2 separate regions of the Ostrinia nubilalis genome follow, and region 2 is linked to region 1. The links are chromatin contacts, called in public Hi-C maps. All regions are on one chromosome and are shown on one strand. The core of a region is the stretch at or near the end of the contact, and the rest is flanking DNA. Distances in the headings are between cores, read along the strand shown.

The links. Hi-C and Micro-C count contacts between places; a contact is called where the count stands out from the background.
Region 2: a contact with region 1 is called in a Hi-C map of whole body, with 4 times the contacts expected there. The contact joins the promoter of LOC135077256 here to the promoter of LOC135077731 in region 1. A contact is called at or near these places in 4 of 5 Hi-C or Micro-C datasets (whole body and whole larva).

Annotation. Positions count from the first base shown.
Region 1 is chr13:13,006,249-13,011,102 of ilOstNubi1.1, forward strand. It overlaps LOC135077731 (transmembrane protein 223), which reads left to right and starts at 3,024. Exons shown (of 2, transcript XM_063972307.1): 1 at 3,024-3,469; 2 at 3,665-4,026. The coding sequence starts at 3,085. The coding sequence ends at 3,957. LOC135077732 (E3 ubiquitin-protein ligase RNF144A) reads right to left here. Exons shown (of 6, transcript XM_063972308.1): 6 at 4,196-4,854. It overlaps LOC135077695 (DNA topoisomerase 2), which reads right to left and starts at 819. Exons shown (of 18, transcript XM_063972266.1): 1 at 633-819. The coding sequence starts at 647.
Region 2 is chr13:13,171,545-13,176,630 of ilOstNubi1.1, forward strand. LOC135077256 reads right to left here and starts at 2,838. Exons shown (of 4, transcript XM_063971793.1): 1 at 2,342-2,838. It overlaps LOC135077715 (activating transcription factor 7-interacting protein 1), which reads right to left. Exons shown (of 4, transcript XM_063972285.1): 3 at 4,749-5,086; 4 at 3,605-4,632. The coding sequence ends at 4,172.

The DNA.
Region 1 (4,854 bases), core at 1,774-4,273:
AGGTTAATAAACATTTTAGAGCCAAAATTTTCATTTTATTATGACAATTAATTAAATTATCACCGGGCAACTTTCAAATTCCACTGTCCACCATGTCTCTCTAAACACTCGATGGCAAAACCAGTGTGTTGTAAATTCGCACCATTGAAGCCATTAGACAGAATAATAATAATAATTATGACAAATTTATTATGCTTGAGATATAAGATAAATTAAAATAGAGTAAAAGAAAAAACCTGAAGTCACAGCCAAAGTTCAGAAGAAAAATATTGCACCACTGGAGTAATCATACCAATAGCATAGACAAGTTAGTTTCGGTTGCTTCCCAATAATAGCAAGGAGAGGGTAGTTTATTAGCATTTTTTTAAACATAACTGACTGACCACAACCGAAAGGGCAATAGGGTTCAATATCGGAAAACAGGAATGTAAATGATCATAAATTCAGTACCACCATTTTACATAAAATTACATGCAATAATTTAATGCTCCTTCAGTAAACGTGTATTGATTGTAATAGTTATTAGGATCAGCTCGAAAAAACGCTCAAGTTATCGCAATTAGCATGCGAACAATAACAAAAATAAATACAATGTGACCGTTAGCAATTAAACTGCCGCCAAACTCGCTTACCTTTATATCAGCCATCTTGGTAGTTGTGCTTATAAAACGAATGCGATCAACGCGATACGCTGTTTGTTTTGCAATTAGTGCAAAACACACTCTAAAAGTATTGGCTTTTGCAAAACAACATTTTTATCAAATAAATTGCAAATATTACAAGAGCAATACAATGACGAAGACGCCGAGAACAAGTATAGACAATCTATATATTTTTAAACAGTGATTCATTCACCCTACGCTGTGGTTGGTTTGATCATAGACAAAAAACGGGGTGAAAAGAAATGCAACCGTTATTGATGCGATTTTACTTTAAGATTTTTCATTTTTAAAACCAAATCACTTTTGCAATAAAAGCTTCAATTTAGAGTGGGCGCGCGTATACTTCAGAGGCTTGAAAAATTGTGTATAATAGCAATATCATCATCATAAGACTTAATTAGCAATAAAGGCAAGCAACAACAAACGGCACGGGCAGTTGGTTTATTTTTCACCAAATTCTCTTTATCTATTAAGACCAATGGTGACGAGCTATGACGAGTCACCACCACCATGAAGCTAAAGATAAAAATGGAGGGCAAAGTTGGAACAAAAACTTGAGTCAAATACCTAATATCTATCTCGCTCTCTGCGGCCCTACCTCTCTTTTTAGTGTGAACTGTAGTATTGCTATCTTCTGATTTAAATCTCCTTATAAATTCTTCGAAATAGCCAATTCACTAACCAAATCAGAAGTTAAACAAATAAATAATTAATATTTGAAACTAAGATTACCTAGTTAAATAAAAAATCACAAAATTGTCGGCCATCTAGGCTTAATGTGTTGGCGAATCAGGGAATTACAATCCCAATTCCTGCGTAATCGGTACCATGTGGCAACATCGGCCCAATCCGGCCCATCATGGCGGTTGTTTACTATTTTGTTTATTAAGCAGTTAATTTCGTTTGAGATTGTTTACAGGAAATAATAATTGTTTTATCACAAGAATTGGTGCAAAATTTTGTAGTGCGTGGTTGCGGTAGTACGTGGTGTCCTGGAAGTGACATAAGATTCCACGCGTAAGTGTTTATTTCGTGATTTCCGACATTGGATCATTGTAAACATTTTTCACATTTTTTACAGTAATTTCTGCCTAAAACGTTTTACCAGTAATTACACTTATCATTTTTAATGATACCTATGTCAAGAAATAAAGATTTTACATTGGTTTCATTGAATTTGAGCAATTTTATATTTTTTGTTTATTTAGAAAGAGCGAGTCTGCCCACAGAGAGCGAGATAGTGATACTTAGTTTGTGCTTCAAGTATAGATGACCCACGCTGAACTGTCCCGCCAAACTCAATGACAGGGGGGCGCTACCATCGTTCAACTTTATGGTTTTCAACATGGCAAAAATCGGAACCAGCGATTCGGTATTGACGGTGGCGCCCCGCTGTCAATGTCATCGATAGGACAGTTCAGTATTTTGGAACTATAGGTATTCGGAGTGTGGCCTCCATTTTTATCTGTAGCTTCATTCATGGTCACCACTAGAGATGGGTAGTGGGTAAAAACCCATTTCACCCGATTGGGTTAAAACTGGGTGATTTGGGTAAAAACCCGGTTTTTACCCATTATCACCCATTCTGGTGGGTGAAAACAAAAATAGAGTTTTTTTAAAGTGAGAAGTGGTATTTGTTGCCAAGGGGGCGTTCTAGTGTTAAGTAATGAAATCTGGGGGGAGAGGAGGTCTTGAAAAACGTTACAATGCCTTACAGTGGCGGAAGGGCGGTTCGATTTCAAGTTTTTAAGCAGAAGTACTTTGTAGTTGGTGTTGTTATTTGTAACTTTAACTTTATACCGTAATGTCATCAAAGAGAGAGTTTGGCATCTTTGGCATCCCCCCCCCCTCTCCATGTCCTTGCCATGATCACAAATTATTGTGTTCCTACTAAATTTCTTCTAAATCGGTTCAACGATTCTTCAAATAACACCATTTTATAAAATAATTGGTCACATCATCATAACGTGATCAATTTTACAATTTGCACGATATAAATGCATAATTTTAGTGTTAAATTTGACTTATTACTTATTAATCAATAAACTTAAATGAGAAAAATTCAATAAAAATAAAGAAAAGATACCAATTGAAATAATTATAAAATTATTTGTTTTCACCCGGTGTAAACACCCACGGGTGGAATGAAACGGGTTTTTATTGGGTTTTTACCCTCATGTGGGTTTTTACCCGGGTGGAAACCCATCTCTAGTCACCACTCACCCGTCTTTGACCTTTTTGTCATTCGCCAAGATCTGCCAAGATTAATTGAGATGGCCATTTTATACTGCTCCGTTTCTGAATTATGAAGACAAGGAATAAAAAAACAACTGTCATTGGCCTCAGCTGTTTGCCCTGTTTGCCCGTTTCAATTTGAGGTTATGTTTTATTCAATAAAAAATAAATTGAGAATTTTGAAGAAATGACTCTTTTATCTTATGCCTCTATAATACTTCGGAAAAGTGCTGCTCTTCGTTATCCCTTCAATTGTCAAGGATGCGCAAATATAGTCAGAAATGTGACTTCAGGCTCCGTAACTACAAAAACAATCCATGATGTAAATACAAACGTAGTAAAGGACGTGATTCTATTTAAATATGAAAACCCAAAGTTCTACAAGTACATGAACTTATTCGCAGTGGTACAGTATATGTTTTGGTCGTATCTGGGCATATTTGCTTTTTCGTCTTTGCGAGATGCGCCGGTCGATAAATCAAAGATTGACGACGACACGCCGTGGTTTCGACGAATAAATCTCGGTGAAAACAAGTATAGAAATACCTTGGGAACTTTATGTGTATTAATCGGTAAGAGTCCATGTGATTTTTTATAGCTCAACATTATAATTTTTGCAAGATTAAAAACCTTAGAGTGATAGTTATCACACCGCTTTTGTACTGTGCTAAGGGTCTTAACCATGTAGTATAGCATTATGTAGCCCTACATCTCCCTGCTGAATCAGGTCAAGGTTAATTCTTCCTAATTTGAAATATTTTTTTCAGGTTTTGGATCCATAGCTATGATATGGATGTACACACTCAAGTCAGTCCGTTATCTGATCCTCAACAAAGGTGGAAAGCATGTGACGTTTGTAACATACACTCCTTTTGGAAAGAACCGGATAATGAAGGTGCCTCTTGAGTTCGTGTGCTGTAAGGAAAGCCGAGTCAACGCAAGAGTTCAATTGCCGCTAAAAGTAAAGAACACCTGGATGCATTACATGTTGGACGTGAGAGGAGAGTTTAAAAACCCACTGCTTTTCGACAGCACAGCCGGTCTTGCTAGGAAATGGTAAACTTTAAATGCCACAGAAATAAATGTATCATAATGCTATCTTGTAAATAAATTGATTTGATTAGTCTTATTTGATTGATTTCTATCATAAGTTACTATTTGAAAATTGATTTTATCTAGGAAACTTAGAGTATTTGGCAGCTTTCTGTTAGCAGTTTAAAATTAAATCTTGTGATATAGTTTATAGCAGGGCTTTGTGATGTGCTAACTTAAAATGTTAGTAATAAAACATACAAATTAGATTTATGAGAAAAAAAATCTTTATTTATAATTAGAGTAACGGAAAAATCATGTCTGTCTCAACACAAAATAAACATGAAGTACAAATGATAACAAAAAATAAACTTCTCTATTTACAATACATAGTTACATTGATCTAATGTTAAATGCTAGAAGTGAAGTACAGAATGTCATATTACAGGTAAGAACCATGTAATGTTTCTAAGTACTTGATGGAATTACAAATAGATTTAAGTATCCAAAAACAACTACACAATATTTAATATTAACTATCACATCTACAGGAAGGAAGCGTCGGGTTGGCAAAACCTTACTTAAACAGTGATTATTAATATTTTCCATGAACCAGTGATTAACACATTGTTTTTTCGCAATTTTTCTAGAAAATATTTTTCTCATTCACTGTTCAGTTGTTTGCCAACCTGCCCCTTGCATCCTATATAGTCTTTTGGCTATGTTGACAATCGGACAATTCTGTAATATCACTTGTACATAACACCAAATGTGTATGCTTCTGCCACACATACTGGATACATAGATAACCAAAGTGCTAGGCTGCCGCGGCATGTAGGCCTATCTATAATATGCAATCAGAGTACCAGACCCATCTGTTTAAAGATTAATTGCAAATCTATTCTTATGTGTGGCAGGAGCATTA
Region 2 (5,086 bases), core at 1,588-4,087, 170 kb after region 1:
TATTAAGCGAAAACGGGGAAGGCCACCAAGAAGATGGGTGGATGAAATAAAGGCCATAGCTGGAGGTGGATGGACAACAGTTGCAGGAGATAGAGGACAGTGGAAACAGTTGGAGGAGGCCTTTGCCAAAAAAGGCACACAGACAAGTGTCAATTACAATAATATTATACTCAAAATCAATTTTAAACTCTGTATGTCTGAATAAAGGCTAATATTATTATAATAACATTTTCGGAGAGAAGATACTGACTAGGCATATCGGCTTTTGGGTTGGTTTCGTTCGTTCTTATCAACCAAATGCCATCCACTGCTGGTCAAAGGACTCCAAATGGCTTCCAATACAGGAAGGATCTGGATCCTTCCTGTATTGGAAGCCATTTGGAAGCACCTGGGTGCTTCCCGCGACCTTCACACTATCGTTGGTCCACCGAGTAGGATGCCTTCCTGCACTACGTTTTCCGGTTCACGTTATGCACGTTTTGGGACTTTGAGAGTTCTTCCAGAATTTTTACAGCACAGTAGTTATTTTTTACAGTAAGGGACCCCCCTCTTGTCAAAACTATAGCTACGTCCGTGTTGTTACGTATGTGGTTCGAGATCTGCCTATTCCCGAAACACATCGAAACGTTCACGCAACGCTTCTTGCATAGATATTGCCAGTACCATCGCCGGCGAAAGTACGGCGCCCGAGTGAAAGTGCCGCGGAAGACTTTCTGTAGTTTCTGTCTACCCTTGCGACCAATATCCTGCTCGATCGGTGCTTATGTAACGCACTCACGAGCTGTTGTTGAACCCTCGATACATAATGTCTTCGGCTTATCTGCCTTGTGTTACACAAGCTGGTGCCTGCCTTTTGCAAAGTTTTTTGTCTCATGGAAAAAATCTGAATTTCACGTTTCTTTATTCAAGTAAGTCAAAGTTCAAGATTTCGTCTATCTCCATACTAGTATTTATTAAAATCTGTGCAGCAAATCTATGAGTGCAAGTGTAACAATACAAAGATGTTTAGACTATTCAATGTTTGGACTTATTTCATTCCAAAAAAACAATAATGAAGTATTTCATACCAAGAAAAATATGATTTTATAAAATATTTAAAAGGGTTATCCCTTCAATTATTTCATGATTTGATTACTTTCAGAATACAATGTGTACCTACAAGCTTAAAAGGCTTAAAGGCTTTATTGATTGATTTTAAAGTGAATCCTACAAAAAGTACACCTGGCAAGAAAAGAGATCTTACACACTTAATATTGGCCATGTTACAAATTTCTAGTGATTATTCTATTACTTCAACATAAACCTTTCTGCAGTAAAACTACCAAAAATCAATGTAATGTAAACATCTTCATGGTCTTATTAACAACATAAGAGGCTCAAATCTCAGATGGGGTGATGGATACAAAATAGTTATTAAATGACTAGTGTCCGTTCTTAGTTTAAATACAGACCACAGGGCACAGGTGATAAGCTAATGCCCGTTTTCACAATCCCTAATTTTTAAGTGACCCCTATGTAAACAAAATTCCTGTTACTTGTTACTATCTAGGTCACTTAAAAACTAGGGATTGATAGTGAAAACAGGCATAAGTGGTTTATTAAAACCTAAATTAAATAAGTGTCAAGACCTTAGTAATCGACTCTTGAAGTCAACCGAATAAAGAATTATTTAGTAATCCAGGCTGTGGTGGAAATGATCCTGGGAAAAGCATTAAGTCCACCATAAGTACAGTGTTCTAAAATAAATAAATTTATAAATGGTGGCTTGTGGTCCAGGTACAACCTTTGGTTGTGGTATGGTCAAAAGACCTATTGAGCTAACATAAAAATGTAATTTTTTCAATTTTACTTTTGTTTGTGCGACAATTAATATCTACCATAGTAACCAAACAATAAAGTAAATGTATGGTCTTTTAGTTCCATAATCAGCTACAGACATCTAACATAAAGGAAAATAAAAATTTTAATACCCATTACTTGATTTTGTTGATCCTTGACATCCATGTTAGACAAGGTCTACTTTTTGACCGACTTCATTGCGGTCTATTTACAGATAGAAATTCTAATTGGAAATTAATTGGTCTCAGAATTCCAAAATAACAGTGCAAGTATTGTAATTTGATATGAAACCTCATTAGGTTGATTGTTATGAATGCAGTTGTGAATATGAGAGGTTCTAGCCCCAGTTCAACTTGGATTTTGCATGCAGTGTCCATTGCTTTGCAACTTGAAAACATTCTAATGACTATACAAGTGTATGCTAGGCTATACAAACATGAATGGCGAAGGCGTAAAAGTAATGCGCATTATAAGCAAGTAGGTAATGATATTCTACACGTACCGGTCGCATAAAAACGTTGCAATGTCCACGACTAGCCAGCATGGCTCACAGCGTTTATACCACAATCAAAACACCCGATGCTTCACCGAACTACACACACCGCGCAATTGTTGACTGCTTCACCACTTCACAGCACACACCTGTTATCGACCGCACCAACAGGGAATCTTACCCTTTGGGTAGCACGACACTTACAAATTCACCAAAATACAAATCCAATTAAATATTTTGCCACACAACGTACCTACACAAATAAAACACCTCCGTAAAAGCTACCTACTTGCGAAACCGATCTGTCAATCTACGTCAAATAATTTCGATAAAACCTAAACAAACGCGATCTCACATGTGACATGCGTGTCAGGACGCAGGATATTGAACAAAACGCATGAAATCGAATAACACTTTTCCTAACAAATTGTTTTTTATGGTTTACGAGTTATTTCTCAAAAATCAGACACTCAACACACACAGCGACCACCTATCACGCGAGTTTATCGAAAACTGAATGACAGGCAAAGAAAAAGAGACTCTTTTGCTCTGTGGTTTTGCTAATACCAACATAATGAAACGTAATGTCAAAGATAATGTTGCCCGCATATTTTTTAAATAATCTACCTAATTTATTTCTGCTTTCGAATGTGCGGTACATTATTATGTTACACGGCCATCGCGGCATAAATGCTTTTGGCACAAGTGTGCGTGAATACGTACTTTTTATATTGATTTCTGCAGGATTAAAGTGTCGAAGTTATTTACTTTAGCCTCTCATAGTGTATTTATTTGTAACTTAGACGTTATGATGACCATGGACAGTATCACCTCGCACAAATAATAATGAATTAATTTACAAAAAAAAAACCTGAAAAGGATATAAAAAGAAAACACAAAACAAACCAAATAGCTACCAAATCATTTTTTTTTTGTATGTTGGTTAATGTCAATGCGCCCGAGGAACCGCACTTTTGGAACTTTTACCACAGCTTTTACGTTAAAGTAAGTACATTGGATACTGGATAGATGGCAGTAAAGCCTATATTTAAAGTTTCTGTTCGTGCGCGGTTCTGAATTTCTTGAGGATTTTCTGAAGCAAAATATTTTTAATTTTAATCTGTTTATTCACATAAAATATAAAATAAGCGATGTTATCAATCATCCAGTCGTGATCCAGTGTTCCAGATAGCTTCAATCGCGCGTAAAAGTGATTAGTTTTATTTAAAATAAAAGGGAATGTAAGTAGAAATGAAATAATACACATAAATATTCATTTTGGATATTTTAAAATTTTAATATCAAGTACTAAACTGAAAATGTTTTGAATTGGCTAAATTGAGTACGATCAATTGCCTATCTAATTTCTTTCCAATAACATGTAATGGGTTTGACAACAATCAATGTTATTATGTAAAATATGCGCTTATTATACGTGACTATAGAGACCTAATGAAACATATTACATTTTAGGAATATTTACAGGATCGCATGACAAATTAATTACCCTACAATATTGTAACCTAATGAAATTATTACTAACAAATTAGGTAAGTAATTAGCAATAGTCTACATAAAAATTTCACTCCCTGACTTGACATTATAATTAGTAAATCTTGAGAATTGAAAAACCAGGAACCATTATTGCTTTACAACAGCGACTTTATCCAAGTTACCAACATCTGACACATAAAACACTAAATAATCCCCTACTGTACAAATAAGATCAATAAATAACTAAACAAATATTTCTATCACTTCCAAGTTCCACTCGTATTCGCGGTTACAATGTATAACATTGCAAGCATCAAATAACATTACCAGATATTATAATCAGTCTTACATTTTATTCAGGAGAAGTATACTTCCGGGCAGACTAAAGGGACCAAGTCGAGATCTGACATCAACCGCTCGAACGGCGAAATAATATTTGAACCCTGCCATGAACTGCGTCAACGTGCACGCCATGGGTAACGGCAAGGCTTTTACATCGCCAATTTTTTTCCATAAAGCTGTACTTGGTGGCGAACTCGTCTCTTGGTAAGCGTACAGTTGGTAGCTAGCTATTTCCTCGTAACTGTCTACTTGATAGCCCTCGATCTTCCATGAGATGACTATTCCATTTTCAACTTTGGACAATTTCAGATCAGGCGCTGGTGGGAGCGCTTTCCAATTGGGCGGTTGGTACTGCTTCATGGCGTCGGGCAACGGCGCAGGGTGCCTGGTCTGGACTCGGGTTCTAACCACATTTGGCGCTGGCGCTCTTGTTAAATTTGGTATATTACATCTTTGCCTTGGACCTGAAACATTAGTTAAGATTCATTCAATCAAACATTTATGTAACCATATTATTTTTGACATAAGAATAATGTCATGAAGTCATTTGTTTAATCATAAAATATTGTATGTAACTTACCTGGTGCAGGCACAGATTTCAACATGATAGTTTGTCCAGGCCGGATTTGTCCTTGAGGCCCACTAATAGGTATGTACACTTTTCTGGGACTGTTGATCGATTGGTTCAATTGTGGTCTCGACGCCAGTAGATTCTGAGGGGAAACCAGTCTGACAGGGGGCGCGGGGGAGCTTCTAGGCGTCACCTTGGCAGGGGGCTCATCATCAGTCAAGTCGACCGTGACGGACTGTACCCGGTTGTGTGGTCTCTTCTCGGCCTTTTGAACTGGCGGCGACATCCTTGCTCCGTTCGGAAATTGAGGTTTAACGGGACTGCTCTGCGCTATCGGACTTTTTGCC